2 separate regions of the Oryza sativa genome follow, and region 1 is linked to region 2. Evidence: chromatin contacts called from public ChIA-PET data. All regions are on one chromosome and are shown on one strand. Each heading gives the region's core, a stretch centred on a gene start, on an enhancer-like site or on the middle of the called end of the contact. The rest is flanking DNA. Distances are from core to core; before and after follow the strand shown. Region 1 holds the start of LOC4333213 (leucine-rich repeat protein 1). Region 2 holds the start of LOC4333210.

What was found. ChIA-PET counts read pairs in DNA pulled down with a chosen protein or histone mark.
Region 1: a contact with region 2 is called in an H3K9ac ChIA-PET map of seedling, with 7 times the contacts expected there. The contact joins the promoter of LOC4333213 here to the promoter of LOC4333210 in region 2. A contact is called at or near these places in 2 of 15 Hi-C or Micro-C datasets (leaf and panicle) and 3 of 4 datasets of contacts at active chromatin or transcription factors (leaf and seedling).

Annotation. Positions count from the first base shown.
Region 1 is chr3:19,090,629-19,095,156 of ASM3414082v1, forward strand. It overlaps LOC4333213 (leucine-rich repeat protein 1), which reads left to right and starts at 2,916. Exons shown (of 6, transcript XM_015775744.2): 1 at 2,916-3,241; 2 at 3,769-3,840; 3 at 3,939-4,082; 4 at 4,435-4,506. The coding sequence starts at 3,015.
Region 2 is chr3:19,034,906-19,039,457 of ASM3414082v1, forward strand. LOC4333210 reads left to right here and starts at 2,334. Exons shown (of 3, transcript XM_015775718.3): 1 at 2,334-2,548; 2 at 2,671-2,711. The coding sequence starts at 2,476. It overlaps LOC4333209 (protein CONSERVED IN THE GREEN LINEAGE AND DIATOMS 27, chloroplastic), which reads right to left and starts at 133. Exons shown (of 7, transcript XM_015773042.3): 1 at 1-133. The coding sequence starts at 89.

The DNA of each region.
Region 1 (4,528 bases), core at 1,666-4,165, 56 kb after region 2:
TCATAGTATTAGATGTGTCCCATACAACCAAAATCGACTGAGCAAGAGATTTTGGGACTAAGGCCGTGTTTAAATGCTGTAAAGATTTGGTAAATTTTTTTTTGACGTATACAGACAGACATTTGAAGTATTAAATATAGACTAATAATAAAACAAATTACAGATTCCGACTGTAAACTGCGAGACGAATCTTTTGAGTTTAATTAATCCGTCATTAGCACATGTGGGTTACTGTAGCACTTATGGCTAATCATGACGTAATTAGGTTCAAAAGATTCATCTCGTGATTTACAGTCGGACCGTGAATTAGTTTTTTTTTATCCACATTTGATGCTCTATATATGTGTCTAAATATTTGATGTGACGAAAAAATTAGAAGTTGGAAGAAAAAAGTTAGAATCTAAAAGGATTTTGTTTTTATCTGGAGTGGAATATGTAAAACGAGCTGATGACTTTGAATTTTTCTGTGTGGGTCCCACGTAATGGTCCATACCATGCACCCGGACAAAGAACGCCAATACCACGGCAAATCGACTGAGTGCCCCATGGGACCCACTTGCCGGCCCTATGGGACCCACTGGCCGCAAATTGTTCTGTCCACGGATCGACTGCACATTTCCCTTTCTCTACATCTAAATTCATCAATCCAAAAGTTTTTCAAAAATAAATTCATCCACTCAAATTATGTACACCCTCCATGAAAAATCAACTTCTACAGAAGTTGGTTTTTTTATGAGAGAGAGTACTAAGCTATACATGGAAAGAATTGTGGCAGAGAGAGCCACTTCTGGAGGCATCTTGCTAGGGAGGGGAGTTGATCCGATCATACATGTTCCAATAGACTATAATTGAGAAATTATTCATTTGTGTCATGGTAGAGTTAGCCCTTTTCATTGAGGTTAGCCGACAAAAACCTTCTAGTATTAAGGTTTACTATGGCATATAATGAAACTAACCCCGCTGATATTATCGGCTAGCTTTGCCCTTGGCCTTGAGTCATGTGTAGGGTTATGAAGATAAATCAACCCAACATATCATAGGTGTAAAAAGAAAATTACAATATCCAGCTCATGTTACCCAATACCCAGTTGGCAAAGGTTATATTTCAGAGAGTTCTTGAGCCTTACGACTTATTGATTGTGTACACTATCGGCAGAAGCCAAGCTTATAACCTGAAAATATATCTTTCCCAACCCATCACTCGACATCTTGGTTCGTACTAAGTTTGTTCCAGTTCAACGATTTGCCATTGACACTGTCGATTGTTTTGCAATATACCAGTGGGCTGACCTTTTTTTTAAAAGAAACACCCAAAAATACCCTTAACCCTTATAGACATACAATGTTAACAAATAATTTATCTCATTAGAAATTCTAAAATAATATGAAAATATTTATGTGGCCTTCTTATACAACATGGAAGTTTGTGTATAAGTTTTAAGTTCTTTTTGGTATTTTTATTTTTTGAAAAAAATATTTTTTGGGGTATATAAGAGAGAAATTGCTTACACAAAAGATAGTAGCACAAAAATATCTTATATAGCATATGAAAGATGATTTACATTAAAAACTATAACACAAAAATGTATTTTACATAGCATATAACATATAGGTTATATATATACATATTTAAAAAAAGTACAAATGAAAAAACTTGAAACTTATATACAAACTTCCATAATGTATAAGGATGTCACCTAAAAAATTTCATATTTTTTAAAACTTCTAATAAGATAAATCAATCTTAACCTTTTATGTCCATAAGTGTATTTTGGGTATTTTCTAAAAAGATAAGTTGAATGACGTATTGAAGAATAATTAATAAAGTTGTCGGTGTATTATAAAAAAAACAATGTTAATGGTAAATTGTTGAACCAGAATAAACTCAGTAGCATAAAATAGATTTCCTAAGTATAAGGATTTAGGTTCCATTCTAATCTTCAACTCAAAATTACAATTTTCTTGTTTCTCAGTAACACGCTTTATAAATTGCTAAACATTTTTTTTTGCAAAACTATTATAGAAGCTTCTTAAAATAAATCAAATAAATTTAAATGTACAATAACTAATACTTAATTAATTATACAATAATGATCTATCTCATTTTTTATGCTGAAAAACTAAGTGACTAGGGGTGAAAACGGACCGGATTCAGACGGATAGTGGTCATACCATATCCTAAACCATATTTTCAAGTGGATTCGGAGCGGGTGCAGATAGTGTCCAGATGCGGATGTGGAGCGGATTATTTCGGATGCCGGAAATTGTGCAGAATCGGTTCGGAAAGTTTCCATATTCGTTGTACTATGAAATGTCCCATCCAGTTCTAGGTTGCTATATTATGGGACGGAGGGAGTACATACTTAAGTGCTAAACAACATTAAACAACATGAATACATTTCATGTTGTCCATAATTTAAAAATACAACTGCGCAAGTGTGAGTGTGTGACATGACACGGTGAAAGACTTAGACTAAGAAAATCTAGGTTAATTGATGAATTAGGCCATTGGATGGACCAACTTATGTTACATGCAATAGATAGAGTGGTTACATGTGTTGATAATTACGAATTATCTGGAAAACGGCCTATTCGGATTTTATAGATACCGTATCCGCATCATACTATCTACATCCACATCCATATCAACCGGATTTTTAAAAGTCCATACCATATCAGACGGATTCAGAGTGGATTGGATCATACTATCTGTAACGTTCGAACGCAGTTCCCCAAGGGCGACAAATCCTCCTCTGGGTGAGCCTTGCAAAATGCATCCTCTTTGTTCCTGGTCCAAGTTTGACCGTGGACCTTGCAGTTGAAGTGTTGACCGCAATCCCCTACTTTTCCAAAATTTCCACCGCCCACCAGCCACCACCACCACCACCACCAGCGGGCCTTCACCCTCTTCTACTAGTCTTCTTCCTCCTCTCGCCCTTTCACACCGGAGCCATAGCCGGCGGGAGAGGCCAGCCCGACTGCCAGAGCCTCTACCTACGACTATCCGCGGCCGGATGGCGCCCCGCGTGTCCCTGCTCGCCGCCGGCGCCGTGGCCGTGGCCGTGGTCCTGCTTCTCGCCGCGCCGGCGCGGGCGTCCAACGACGAGGGGGACGCGCTGTACGCGCTGCGGACGAGGCTGTCGGATCCCAACGGCGTGCTGCAGAGCTGGGACCCGACCCTCGTCAACCCCTGCACCTGGTTCCATGTCACCTGCGACCACGCCAGCCGCGTCGTCCGCCTGTGAGTTCCTCTCCCTCCCGAACCCCCCCGCCGCCTCTTCAAGATTTTCCAACTCCGATGCCCAAATTGTTTGGTCCCCGACCGTGCGAAAGATTGCTGATTGGTTCTCCACTTCTCTTGCTTATCGAATTTGGAATCTGTCAACTGTGCGTGCTGCTGTGATTAATGGTCGGGGCTTAGTTTCCGTCTATTCTAAATTAAGTCAATTAGGTGATCATCTGCTGCTAGCTACGTATAGTTATTACTGGTTTGATTTGTTCGATGAACTCGTCAAAAATCAACACTTGGTTCAAGATCTCGACGCACCAACTCTTCTGCAATAGCAGGTCAACTTATAATTTGCGGACTGGCAAAAGAAATGACCTTTAATTTAGTCTTTCAATTGAGTTGCTTCTTGTTCACGAATTTCTTGGTTTGCTGCTCCGGTAGCAAAAATCGTGTTCAGAAGGTAGCAATCCGCGTGTTCAGAAGGATCGCACACTAAATCCTTAATGGTCTGACTATTTTATTTGTGGTTAATGTTTCAGGGATTTAGGAAACTCCAACATCTCCGGCTCGATTGGCCCTGAGCTAGGCCGTCTTGTGAACCTCCAATACCTGTATGGGCATATTACGTGCAAGTTTTTTTCTGTTCAAATGGCGAGAAAGGGATATATGACCATGATTTAATCAGTAAAAATCAAATTTTGATTTGCAGGGAGCTCTACAGGAACAATCTTAACGGTGAGATCCCAAAAGAATTGGGCAATCTCAAGAATTTGATCAGCTTGGATTTGTATGCCAACAAGCTCACTGGAACAATCCCCAAGTCGCTTTCCAAGCTCGGCTCGCTGAGATTCATGTATGTACCATCACCACCTGATTATATTACAGCTCTTGCTTAATACGAAGTCATGTCATGTCTAGTGCAAATAAATGATCGGTGAATCCAAATATCCTGACGCTTGTGATCACAATTTCTTCAACTGATATGAAATCCACAAATCTCTGTTCATTTGGTTTTATGCATGGTTAAGTAGTTTTTTCTTATACCAATGCACATTTTTTGTTAGATAATGTTACCAATGCACATTTAAGTAGGAGTAACTTTTATCAAAAGAAACAGGAACTAAGGAAGTAGGCTTCAACTCATTATTCATATTTGTACAGTGTTTCATATGCTACCACTGAAAGCTTTTGGTTTGTGATATCAGGCGGTTGAACAATAACAAGCTTGCTGGATCAATTCCAAGGGAGCTGGCCAAACTATCCAACCTGAAAGTCATGTGAGTATAAAACTATTTATTT
Region 2 (4,552 bases), core at 1,084-3,583:
CGACCGACGAGCTGGGGTGCGTCATGGCTGCGCGGTCGCCCAAGGAGCGCCGCCGGATGGACGGCGACGGCCTTCAGCCGGAGCAGCATGGACACGATCGATCGATCGAACGACAAAACCGCGAGAACTCCCTACCGGCCGGTGGCCCGGTGTGTATATGTGTATTACTACCGGTCACGTACGTGTTATCCTGCACGGTTTACCGGTGGGGGCGGCAGCTCGTCTCGTAGCCTCATAGGCGCCTTGCATCTTTTACGTGGCGCTGGTGGCACCGTGGCACACGGGCGACGGATTTGTGTGGCTGTGGACTGTGGCAAGCGGGTGGGCATATGGTCTGGTCCGGAAGAGGCTGCCAACGCGTGGCGGGCGGGGGCGTGGCACATTGCCGGCTCGGTCGAGCGCGAGCCGGCGCATGGCGCGCATGTGGCAAAGCCAAATATAGTTACTACCGGTTACTGCGCCAGCCAGCCTCCAGGTAAATATCTCGGGCTCTCGGCTGCGTGGGTTATGGCGCGCAAGCGTTCAACTGTCGAGTGTATGGAAGAAAAACGAAATTCTGAATTGCTTTTAATGTTAGATTAGAATGAAGCTTTGGTAGATTGGTTACACTTAAATTTGGCACGTAGATTTAAATTAAAGAAATTGTCAAGATTTGAAAAAATCACGGGTTTTCTGCACAGGGCCGGTCTGACCACCGTTTGTTGGCCGGTCAGACTGTTGCTTGAGGGTCGGTTTGACCGGCGGCATGTGACCGGTCAAGTGGTTGGTGACTCTATAATCATCGTAAGGCGTTTAGGTGTCCGATCGTGCTTGTCTACTTATCAAAAAGAAGTTGCCAACACGATTTTTGATAACTCCGCTGGGGACATCTTCATCAACATTATGACCAAGCTGGAGATGATCCTACCAATATCCTCCCCATCTCATTGGAGGATTTGTATGAGGAGCAAAGACGGGAGATTGAACAACATCTAAAGGCGACACAAGAGGCACTTTTGGCGGGATGCTTCATCAATACTCGTCAAGGAGTTGTTGGTAAGCCCGGTTCTACACCAAAAGTCACTGTCATGAGGTAAGCGGTGATGATATTATTCTTCCGATTCAAAAGCTTGTAGCAAGTTCCGTAGATAAAATCGTTAATGCTACTTTTAACAATAAGCTTGAGCATACTATGACTTCTTATTTTGATAAGAGGATTGTATCTTTTATGAATTCCAAATTCGGTTCTCATGCGATCAATTTGCCGTCTACTTCTGTTGCGAGTACTAGCCAAGCTCCTATTCATCACATATTAGCAAAATCGATGGGCGACCATGCAACATGCCGGGAGTGAAGATTCTAGCGCTGCGGCCGATCTACCCGGACATCATGCATGTCCGACCGCCTAGTTGCACGGTCTGACCAGTGGCTCTCTCGCCGGTCAGACCACACCTCTGATGACCGGTTAGATCGGGCCTTGGGCCGGTCAGACCGGTGGAATTGTTCCTGTCCATGAGGTAGATCCAACCACTAATAATTCTATTGAAATTTCTTAGGATTGCCTTAACCAAAAAAAAAAAGAATGGTTCTCAATATGAGGTTTTACCTCTTGGAAATATTCATCTGTGTCAATCTCTCTTCTAACTCCTACGTTTTTTTATGCTTCATCTAAAAGATCATTCATGCAATTTTTATTTTTTTCTATCCATAGGATTTTAGGTGATATGGCACTCAAATCGTACATTTTTCCTATCATTGTATATAAAAGTCTTGCGTTATAAAGGTGCCCTAATATTTAATTTTGCATTAATTTGATCAAAGCAGTTGTATTGTTGTGAAATTTAATTTGCTCTTTGACCCTCATCGTCTTCACTGTACAAAATCAGTTGCTGCCAAAATTTGAATAATTTTAAAACCTAATTTTAAAGTATTTTTCTCAAAGTTTATCTTTTAACATTGGTATTTAAATCCCTACAAACATATATATAAAAATTCTACTCATAAATTATTTTTTTAATACGTCATACGGCGTATTTTCAGCAATTTTTGATAAAAAAGATGGGGCCCTTCTTTTTCATTAAAGAGCAGTGTATGCTCCTACTTTATCTTTTTCACAGGGAGTAAGATATGCCTTGTTTAAACTTTTTCTTTAAACTTTTAACTTTTTCAACACATCAAAACTTTCCTACACATATAAACTTTTAACTTTTTCATTATATCGTTTCAATTTCAACTAAACTTCTAATTTTAACGTGAAAAACACACCCATAGACGGCCCAGTTCCTTCGACAACCCCGAAAACAAGGCATCCGCACCCGCATTAAAAACGCTATTTCTTTCACTCCGCGTCCCCCACCTTTAGAGGTCTGCCATCCCCCAATCCTCCCAAGGCCGTGAACCACAAACCGACGAGCACAGCGGGCGCGAGGGCGGCCGGCGCCGGGCGGAGCACACGCCTCTTTCACACCATCATCGCCAGCGCCGGATCCATCCACGATGGGCGGCGGCAACGGGCAGAAGTCCAGGATGGCCCGCGAGCGCAACATGGAGAAGGCCAAGGGCGCCAAGGGTTCGCTTGCCCCCCCCCTCCCTCGCTCGATCTCTCCCTGTTGCTGTTCTTTCTTGCCATGCCTGTTCTTCCTGGAAGGCGTTGATTTTGATGGATCTGTGGTTCCTTCTGTGCTTGTGCAGGGAGCCAGCTTGAGACCAACAAGAAGGCCATGAACATCCAGGTATGCCCTCCAGATCCGTTCTCTTTGATCTATGTGTATAGTCTTCCTGATTCACTCTACTTAGGTTGGGTCATGCTAGTTTCTTGGCTTGATGGATGCATGTTGTTTTAACTTCAATTGGTTCCTTCCCTCCATGTAGGATGAATGTGCGTATGATTGTTTGGCTATTTAAGATGCCTTTTCTTTTCCTTTTGTAGTAGCAAGATAAATACGAGTATAACTTTACTTTGTCCGATCTACATTCTTTAGTTGTCAGTTCTAATCTTCAATTGGCATGTAAAAATTGGATGAACTGTAAAGTATGTTGACAACGAACACCCTTGAATGTGACTTGGTGAAACAGGTTGCCTTCGCCATTCTAGTAGTTTACAACTGACTGTGTCACTAGTAACTTATTGACGCATCACACTATCTTCGTGTTAGTATTGACATTAGCTTCAACATGCCTAAAAAGAAGCTTCAGCGGGTTTCTGTTTTCCTGCTGAAGCGTGTAGTTCATTATCCTTGTCGGTAACTGCTTGTTGGAGACTTGTGAGTGCGTAAGTGAGCTTTTTCCTACTCCTACTAGATATGTATAATTGAATTAAACTAATCCCACTGAATTAATCTAGAAAATTTGTTTAGCATCAGTTGCGTGTTATGGCAAGCTAGTTCTGGTTTACTGTTTAAGATGTTGTTTTGCCCCTTTTGCTACAAGATAGAGATAACCTTACTTTGTTCAGTCTACATTCTTTGGTTGTCAGGTTTTAGTTTTTGATTGGCATATAAAAATCTGATGAACTGTGTTGGCGGATGGCATGAGGCCCTTCGACCAAATTTGCCGAAACCCGTGGCGAAGGCTATGAACCAAGGATGATGCGAGGCGAAGGGTCGCGTGAGTACCTGCCGAAGAAGGACGACTTCGCCATAGCCAGTTTGCCCTGGCATCCAGCGAAGAAGGACGGCTTCGCCATGTCCAGTTCGCCCTGGCATCCAGCTCGAAGAAGGACGGCTTCACCATGTCCAGTTCGCCCCCGCAAAGGCCGAAGAAGCCTTTTCGGCCCATCAAGCTTAGGGGCTATAGGGCCGACGGTCGCCTGACGGCCCATCAAGGGCCCATAAGTCCTCTTGACATTATGTAACCCTATAAACGTCCCTTTCATAAGGGCAACCATGTAAATTCCCCCGTATAACCTAAATCCTAGTAGTAAGAACCTGTAATGGGGCTATAAATAGTCCCCTAGGGCCATGTAATGGGGGATCCCAAGAAAAATTCAAAATTTAATACACTTCGTTTCTTTCCCAACCATTGTTGAGTAACGACGTCTTTCGACGTATGCGGTTGTCGTTTCGACAACAGCTGGCGCCGACCGTGGGGACCTCCGAGCGAAACCACTGAGAGCGAATGCCACCGAAGAAGGTCGCGAAGGAGAAGGTTACAAGGCGAAAGGAAAGCGACACCGGAGTGGGCATGGCCGCCGAAGAAGGAGCGGAGCCTTCGGCGTCGGTCGCCGAGGTTGGAGGGGCACCGTCCGCTTTGGCGACGGCACCGTCTCCTTCGGCGCTGGCACCGTCCGCTTCGGCGCCGGCACCATCACTGCTGCCTTCGGCCCGTGCCACCTCTGAGCAGGCGCCGAGTGTGAATGACGTGGCGAAGGCGACCGCAGTGGCGAGGGCACTTCAGACCAGGGCGGAGATCCTTTCGACAAGTCAGCTGCTGGTCCCCCAAGCTGCTCCGTCGCAGCCAGCAGCGGCCCAAGCTGCGCTCCCTGCCATGCAAGTCCAAGTCAACTCCGACCCTGAAACACAAGCCGAAGCCGATATGGAGGCCATGCGGCAAAACATGGCATGACTCCAAGACA